Linked DNA regions of Anser cygnoides: region 1 is linked to region 2. The links are chromatin contacts, called in public Hi-C maps. All regions are on one chromosome and are shown on one strand. Each heading gives the region's core, a stretch centred on a gene start, on an enhancer-like site or on the middle of the called end of the contact. The rest is flanking DNA. Distances are from core to core; before and after follow the strand shown.

Region 1 (4,385 bases), core at 1,083-3,582, 180 kb before region 2:
ATTAATGACTGAGACTTTCAAGCACTGACAATCTCTGTGTCATCTCCATTCCCTTGGTAGCTAAGTAGCAGATCACATCCCACTGTGAGCAGATCAGAAATGTCCTGATGGAGTTTGGTTAGGGCTCCTGGCAGTGTTCATCTAGTGAGTGAGGTTTGTGACTTCTTTGCACTGACTTTTCATTCTGAATTCTTTCCACCACCCCTTACAAGGGCTCAAATGAGGGAAACCATCTCCACTGCCACTTCTGCACTATGAGTAGTGTCCCCATAGTGAGCACTGCAGCTGTTTCACCCTACCTCAGTGCTCAGTGTTGGGATCATTCTAGAGAATTGCTCCAGGGACTTGGAGCTTTAACCTCCCATGTGGCAGTGCCCCTTTGGGACATCCCTTTTGCATTGCACCAAGGACCACAGCTTCCACACCATCTCTCTCAGAGACTGTGTTGCATCCATATAGCTGTAATTGGCATCTCATAATGTGGGATCCAAAGGGCCAGTTACAAAATCCCTCAGCGATACAGATGGCTCATTCCTGTGTGGGATCCTTGCTCCCACAGGGCTGACATCTGGGCCATACCTGGGCCACTGACTGCTGGGGAAGGTCCCTCTGTGCGGTCTGTCTCTCCCTTCCCCAGCCTGGATGTCCTTCACTCATAAACTTTCCCTCCTCTGAAGTGCAAGCGCTGTTGGACTGGGGATGAGCACGTTACAATGTCCCTAAAAGCCTCACTGATGTACTTCTCTGCCTCCCTTAGACATCTGTTGATCCAGAAAACCCAAGTCTGCCTGTAGCAGGTGAACAGATGGCAAATGATCCTGGGGAAAAACCTGAAAAGTCCCTTTTGCACAGTGTGGTCCTGGCACAGGAGTGCTCTCAGAAAGCCTGAGTGTCTCCAATATTTTTGTTTCTCTTATTTCCTTGCCTAATTCTTAGTTTCCCAGGAAACCCACATGCCATTATTGCTCTCAAATGACTGCACACAGTAATTTTTAAATTGCTGCTCTCTTCAGCATCAACAGGCAGCCTGGGACAAGCTGACACATTTGTAATAAATCACAAAGGGGAAAAAGAGAGCTACAGAAAAATGTAGACCTGCCTAGATAATGAAGAAATGTCTCCTGAATGAGGTTTGCATCAATCAGTGAGAAAAATATCCAAAGCAACTATTTGTGCATATTCATCTTCCAGCTCTGCAAAATATTCCGGATGGCTGCTCACTCATCTGGAGCGCTGGCAGGACCCACCTTTGTGGTACAAAGGGTGTTCAGCTCCAGCTGCGAGCTGGATTAAAGTTCAGATGCCTGAGGCCACCTGATGTTAGCTTTATGCAACTGTTTATCCCAAGTTTTCATTGGGGGCATCCAAAAGATATGTCTGGGTGCTTTCTAGGCGCCCATGCTTGTGTCAGATTACAGAGCTGTGGGAAGAAGTTGCCAGATACTAGATATAAAACAAATGATTTAAACTTAAAATTATATCTACTTTATCCCCATGTGACTCTGGCCAGTGAGGACGTGCTTGTGGCACAGGTCTAGCTGGCATGGGAAATGCTAAGCCCTGGCAAAAACTCCCAGCATTTATCAAAGATCAGCTACACCAGATGATCTCTGGGCCCAGAAGAGGCATGGGCAGGAGCCCTGCCTAGCTGCTTCCCTTGGGCCACCACAGCCACAGAGGGAATCAATCGGCTTTAAGGACCGCATGCCTACAAGGTACATGAATCCTGAGCACCTGAGCTCATCGTAGTCCTCTCCGTGGGTCTCGCACACAGTGTTTGCATCCCCTCTCCTGCTGGGTCATGTCTTGGAGCAGGCTTTTGCCTCAGTTGTTTCACAGCTTCGTAGCACGGCTCAGTGACTCGGTGTGCATTGTGCTGAGCTGGATGCCCGTTGCTATAATTTTACTTGTTTGTGTCCCTTAATCTGTATTTGTTCCCTTGGAAGTGCAGGGAGACACGTTAGGGCAGAGGCACTAGGTAAATACCGTGTGCTCCTCTCCCCACCGGTGCACTGGGAGCAGCGATTAGCCCAGGGTAAACAGAGCTGACTGTGCTCCTCCTGCCAGCAAGCCCTGCTGGCGAGGGGTGGGCCGGGGACCTGGAGCCGATCCTCCCCAGATCTGCGGGGGGGGGGAAATAAAAGCCAGGGCAGTCAGGCGCGCGGTGAGAGCATGGCAGTGGCACGGAGCTGGAGCACCTGTGGCTAGTGGTGGCCTGTGGCGAGCGCTGCGGCCTGGCTGTGGGTGCGCCATGGGCGGGATCACTGCCACTGCTATAAATAGGGCTCACAGAGAGCTGGCCTGGCAAACCCAGAGCTGAACCAAGCGGCGTGGAGGAGACGGCGTGGGACAGGGACAGGGGTGGGGCGAGCCACACTGAGGAGGAGGTGCCTGTGCACTGCTGGGGAGGGCAACAGCGCGTGCTCCATGCCAGTGCAGCATCTGTAGGGCTCGGGCACTGCCAGGATATGGACTGCAGTGCTGGGGCAGACTACTAAGGGCTTCTCAGCTGGTGTGGCTCCTGCAGCAGGCACTGGGCAATGGCACAAGCTCAGGTGGGGCTCCCAGGACCCTTCCCGGAGCCCCTCGTTGGGCCATGCCCTGACTCCGACTTCGACTCTGACTCTGAGGATGCGACCATGGGTGGTGCAGGGCCTGGTGCTGGGGTTCAGAAACCCTCCCAGGTCATCCACAGTGGCCACTTCATGGTGTCGTCCCCGCACAGCGACTCGCTGCCCCGTCGGCGCCACCGCCATGCTGAGCCTGAGGCGGCTGATCCGCGGAGCATCGACCCAACCCTGACCCGGCTCTTTGAGTGCATGAGCCTAGAGTACAGGTGAGTCCGAGAGCCCTCGCGCCCAGCATGTGTCTCACTGATCCCCCAGCTCTCTGAAGGCGTGAGTCTGGCACGCTGGAAAGGCTGGGCTCCCCCAGCGCTGCTCCATCTCCAGGAACCTCATCTGCTTGTCCATTGGGTTTTAGTGGGGCATCTGCTCACAGAACGCCATCCTGGGAGGTTTCAGGGGAAAAGAGCTGGTGCTGGAGAACTGCTATGGAGCCAGATGAGTTCTTCCTCTCTTCGCACGTAGCTTAACCATCCTCCATCAGGAGATTTGGAGTTACTGCACTTGTCTGCAGCACCCTGCACCCCGGCCCTGCACACTCTGTAGAGCAGCAGTAACCTGTGTGCAGACAACACTTAGTCTTTGGCAATACAGCCCAGAGCTGTGCCCACTTGTCCCAAAGTTGTTCTAGGTCATGTGGCAGTGGCAGCACTCCAGCCTGGATGGCTGCGCAGGGCTTTGTCCAGGACCTGCTGAAAGCTTCCCCCCTTCTCTCCAGCAAAACCAGATGGGTGACTGTGTTGTTCCCCCAAACATACAAATCACCCAAGCCCAGGGTGCGAGGGACGTGCTCACCCCACATACAGCTCCTCGGTGACAACAGGAGAGCCTGCAACTTGTTTCTTAGCACTTTGGGCCATGTTCTTGGAGGCAGCTCCCCACTTCCACAAAGACCTCAAGGCTTTGTGACCTGTCAAAGGGTGACTTGCTCTACAGACCTCAGTGCAAAATTATTTGCACAGCTTTCCCAAAAATCCAAGTGAAAACCTGGATCGATGATTACCTATTGATGCCTTGTGAAGATAAAACACGGACAAAACAGCTTTGAAGAATTGCCCATCTCCTGGTCCCACGTTGGCCTCTCAGGTGTGCCTTGAAGTCCTTTGGAGCTTGGCATGGTGGCATATGTGGTCAGTCTCAGAGTAGTCCTGGTGACGCCATGTGCTGTGACAGTACTGCGCAGGGTACTAGTTGCCACGTAGCTGTGTACGTTTGGCCCATCGCCATGCGTCTGTGTGCCAGCCTGCATGGTTTGCTCATAGTTGGTGAGGCACAGAGGTGCTGGTGACGCTGATGCTCTGCAGAAATATGGTGAACTTCAGCATGGAGTGGCCCAGCCAAGGGTTGGTTGCACTTACTGCCAGCTACTCATGCAATGAGTAGCCTCACTTTCCTTTGCTCTCCCAGCCCCACAGTTGCCTTACTGTGAGTCTTGCTGCATGGGGCTGGAGGAGCAGACACTGCTGCACCCCAGAATGTGTAGGCTTCTGACTCCTGAGATGCCTCCATGTGCTCCTGAGCTCTGGTGCAAGTGCTTTGGCAGGTGGAGCAGACCAGAAGAGCCAGGACTGGCCCTTTTGCTGCAGACATGACTCCATCCCTCCAGACATCTGTACCCCTTAGACTCCTGGGCCTCACTTTCCTCCTGCATGACAAAGCATGAACCATCCCCAAGCCCAGTAGCATGGCGAACCATAACTGCAATTGAACAGTAGCCCTCAGTGAGGAGGATCCACATCAGCTACAAAGTTTTACTGCCAC
Region 2 (4,424 bases), core at 1,837-4,336:
TTGGGCCGTGATGAGCTCCAGCTGGAAAAATAAGCACATGCAAATGTCATTCACCCACAAGCAAAGCCCAAGGGACTTCTAGACTCAGTCACAGCTAACTGTGTATGCACAAGATGGGTCAACCCTGATTCTATTAAACCCTACACCAAGCCCCAAGCTCTGCAGTTCCATCCAGGCAGCAGCCTGCTGTATTTTTTGTTCTCCCTGCTCCTCCACCTTGCCTGCATTCAGTGGAGCAGCAAACTCTCCAGGAGAGGTATACAAGGCTGGATTTTCCAGCCCTTGGGAATTACAGTACAGTGCTGACAAGTACAGCCCAGTCTTCAAACCCAGTCACGTAGGCAAAAATCCAGCACAGCCCATTTAAATCAAGTCCTGTCAATTTCTTTGATTTTAAGGCACAGCCCAAAACAAACTGTGAAGCAGCAGAAATTGCGTATGGCTTTCTCCTTATTGTTGGTTTTTTTCCTGGCTCTTGCAGAGCTTTATGGATGGCAGGAAGGACAGAAACACAGACCTGATGTGGGGCAATACCATGCATTCAAAGCCTCAAACAGCACACAGGTTTTCTGCCTTGCTCTGCCTGTTCCTCTTCCCCACCAAGTGGTATCTTGTACCTGTTCTGAATTCTCAGGGTACAGCTGCAGGACGGCTCGGGATCCTTGGGCCTATGGGAAATAAAGTCAATCACAACCCTGTTAAGACAGGGTTCCCCTCTGGTCACCCAGTCCCTAGCCCCCAACTCCTAAAACCTCCTAGAGAACTCTCCCAGCAGAGCTGCTCAGACTGCAGTCAGCTTCTCCGCAGCACAGCAGGGCATGAAGCTAACAGCAGGGATTACAGAAACACAGGGCACCATGCAAAAAGGAATGCAGACAGGAAATAGGTGCTCCTGCTAGTCTTATATTTCAGTAGCATTTACTTAAAAAGTCTTCCTAAAAGGCACCAGTGAGGACACAAAAATAGACAGAGGCCTGAATGAGAGAGCCTGACACTTACCAAAGCGGTATAAAGAGTTGAGAAGAATTGATAAAGGCGTTTTGGAGGACTGTGCGACTTCTTATCAGCATTACAAAGCCACTGCACTGCGGAAATACTGAGAAAGAGAACAAGACCCTCAAGACACCGAGCCATCAATTCTTTAGCAGAGCCCATAACCTCCCTTTGAGATTCCTTTCACTGTTAAACATGTGTTAGGCATCAGGGAAACTAATTAATTTTCCCCATGTAACTTTGCCTTCCACTTTGCAGCCAAGACACTACAGGAATCCCTCTTGAGACTCCCTAAGCTATGCCACAACCCAACATAGCACAGCAGTTATTCAAGCTTATTCAAGCACAACAAAAACACCAGACATCTCCCCCAGGCCAGGTGCTCAAATAATTCAATGCTTGGTTGGGGCCCTTGCATAGCCCACAAGCTGCCATACAGGTTTTGACAATGAGCAATCCCAAACTGATTCAGATCAGTAACAGACAGCCCCTGCTCCTGTCCAGTACCTTTATGAGGTATTCTCTAAGAAAAGTATTTCTTTCCCCTTCACCTCAAAATCAACCATCAAGTTCAGCTGTGAGGTCAATCCCTAGGTCAATGTCACAGGAATATTTTAGGTTTTCATCCTAGGTCCATGTCTCAACTCTCCTGATGTTATCTCCACCTTCACTTTATTTATTTCAATAATCTTCCCAGCTCACTACCACAAAACACAGACAAGCATCTCTTGGGAAACTGCTGCTTCTACAATCTGGAATCTCAGCAGCTTGTCCCAGAGAGCTGGAGTCAAGTTGGCATGGAGCAAACAGAGTTACAGATAAGGACAGTCACAGTCAACTGTCACGCAACATAAGCAGACCATGTATACAGTACAAAATACGTAGTTATGCAGAGTATCAAGAGAGCTTGGTTAGGTGCACAAACTCACCTGATACAGCCATCAAACATGCCAGGTCTGAAGGGAATGCCGTGACCCACATCTGCAAGAAGAAGGTCTCCTTCCACCTCTCTCTCCACAGCCACATCTGCACAGAACAGAGGACAGCTCATAGTACCAAGCTCATGCCTTCAGCAATCACCTCTGAGGTGAAGTGAGCACTAAAGGGGAGGAGAGACCACTCACCCAACATTGCAGGGCTAATGTCCATGCCAATCCAGTAGTGCCCCTCTTCAGAGATAAAATCCCCGCTCAGCCCAGAGCCGCAGCTGAAGGGAGGAAGGGGTGGTAACAGATCACAGGCCTTGCCAGACAACGCTCTAGGATAGCCACCGCCCAACAGCGATATCCCCCTCTGTTAGTCCGCAGCAGACACCAGCGCCATGCCGGGCTGAATCCCCGCAGGCCTGCGTGCTGCGCCCCGCCGCTGGGCCCCGCTCACCCCACGTCCAGGAGGAGGCACGGCCGGTCCTCGGGCAGCCCCAGCAGCTCCACGGCCCGCTCCGACATCTGCGCCTGGATCTCCCTCACCCGGGAGCTACAAAGCAGGGCAAGGGAGGGCTCAGGAAGGGGCGCGCCAGGCCCGGGCCCGGGCCCCGCAGCCGCTCCCTCAGCCCAGCCCAGCCCAGCCCGCCCCGCCGTACTTCTGCGTGTACTTCCGCGCCTCCACCTCATCGTAGAACTGCAACGAGAGAAGGGAGAGGGAGGCGTGAGGCCCGGCCCCGGCCCCGGCCCCGGCCCCGGCCCCGGCCCCGGCCCCGGCCCCGGCCCCGGCCCCGGCCCCGGCCCCGGCCCCGGCCCCGGCCCCGGCCCCGGCCCCGGCCCCGGCCCCGGCCCCGGCCCCGGCCCCGGCCCCGGCCCCGGCCCCGGCCCCGGCCCCGGCCCCGGCCCCGGCCCCGGCCCCGGCCCCGGCCCCGGCCCCGGCCCCGGCCCCGGCCCCGGCCCCGGCCCCGGCCCCGGCCCCGGCCCCGGCCCCGGCCCCGGCCCCGGCCCCGCCGCCTCACCAGCTCGGGCGGCCCACGGTGCTCGGGCCGCCGCCCGCCGGCCGCCATGCTGCCGCGCGCCGTCACCGCCCCGACGTCACCGCGAGGCGCCGGCGCAGAGCGCGCCGCACCCAAGATGGCGGCGCGCGGGCGCTGAGACGGCGGGGCCCGATGGAGCTGGAGGCGCTCGGTCGCCTGCGGCGCCTCCTGCTCGCCGCGCCGGGCCTCGGCCTGGCGCCGGGCCGCGCCGGGCACCGGGGATGCGGCGAGGCCTCAGGTCCGCGCCGCGACCTGTACGAGGTGCTGGGCGTCCCGCCCACGGCGACGCAGGCGCAGATCAAGACGGCGTACTACGAGCAGTCGTTCCGGTACCACCCCGACCGCAACGCGGGCAGCGCTGCCGCCGCCGAGCGCTTCGCCGCCGTCAGCGAGGCCTACCTGGTGCTGGGCAGCGCCGCGCTGCGCCGCAAGTACGACCGCGGCGTCCTCAGCCGCGAGGACGTGCGCGGCGCCCCCAAGCCCTCGGGCCGCCCGCCCGCCCCCAAGCCCCCGCCCGCCCGCGCCGCCGCCTCCGGCTCCCCCCGCGGGCCCGTCCCGCCGCCCTTCGACTTCGACGCCTTCTACCGCGCGCACTACGGGGAGCAGCTGGAGCGGGAGCGGGCGCTGCGGGCGCGGCGGGAGCAGCTGCGCCTCCGCCGGGAGGAGGCCGCGGCCCAAGGCCGCTTCCAACTCGTCTCTGACCTCTCGGTCGGGCTCCTGTTTTTCTTGGGCGTCGTTCTGCTCTACGGCCTCAAGTAACGCGTGGGCACCAGCCCAGCTCCGCCGCTGCAACAGGACAACGGAGCTCACTGGTGGGCATGGCCCCTGCACCCACGTCATGCCTGGGCTCAGCTCCTCAGGCCATGACGTGGCCCTTCTGCCAGTGCGGTCTTCAGAGATAGTGTGCGACCAGCAGGCACTGTATGTGGGCTCAGCTCCTCAGACTGTGACCTGTCCCCTTTGCCGTGATCTTTAGAGACAGTGCATGGCCACAGTACATGGCTGTGATGTGTTACCTCTGCAAGTGTGACCTGCAGATACTGTATGACCACTGGGTATCACATGTGGGCCCTTCTCGATAGGTTGCAGCGTGCCCCTTCTGCCAGTATGACCTGCAGATGTTGTGCCTGATGGGTTCGTGGACCTTGGTTTGTGGACTCTGACATGTCTCCACCATCAGTGCTGCTCTTTGACCCTGGTGGGAACCACGTGTCTTCTCTTGAGCCGCAGTGGAGATTAAATGATTGACAATGGTGTTTGTGTGCTGTGTGTGTTTGTAGGGGGTGCTCTTGCCAATGCTGACTAATGACTCCCTGTGGTTTTCCGTTAATCTGAAACTAGCCACCTCCATGCTTTCACACTTCTTACTATATATTTGGGGCGTTTTGGGAGCATTGGTTTCCAGACTTCATCGTTGCCTTTGTCTCCATTCAGGATTTGCCTCACTCTGTGGCGACTACAGAAATTTCAG

The links. A called contact is a pair of places that touch in the nucleus more often than the background predicts.
Region 1: a contact with region 2 is called in a Hi-C map of liver, with 10 times the contacts expected there. The contact joins the promoter of MLXIPL here to the promoter of DNAJC30 in region 2. A contact is called at or near these places in 2 of 7 Hi-C or Micro-C datasets (both in liver).

What each region holds. Positions count from the first base shown.
Region 1 is chr18:1,352,752-1,357,136 of Taihu_goose_T2T_genome, reverse strand. It overlaps MLXIPL (MLX interacting protein like), which reads left to right and starts at 2,332. Exons shown (of 16, transcript XM_048050094.2): 1 at 2,332-2,836. The coding sequence starts at 2,541.
Region 2 is chr18:1,171,995-1,176,418 of Taihu_goose_T2T_genome, reverse strand. It overlaps DNAJC30 (DnaJ heat shock protein family (Hsp40) member C30), which reads left to right and starts at 3,086. Exons shown (of 1, transcript XM_066979400.1): 1 at 3,086-4,207. The coding sequence starts at 3,086. The coding sequence ends at 3,712. BUD23 (BUD23 rRNA methyltransferase and ribosome maturation factor) reads right to left here and starts at 3,032. Exons shown (of 12, transcript XM_066979398.1): 1 at 2,936-3,032; 2 at 2,576-2,613; 3 at 2,374-2,469; 4 at 2,118-2,200; 5 at 1,923-2,019; 6 at 1,000-1,096; 7 at 518-668; 8 at 1-21. The coding sequence starts at 2,983.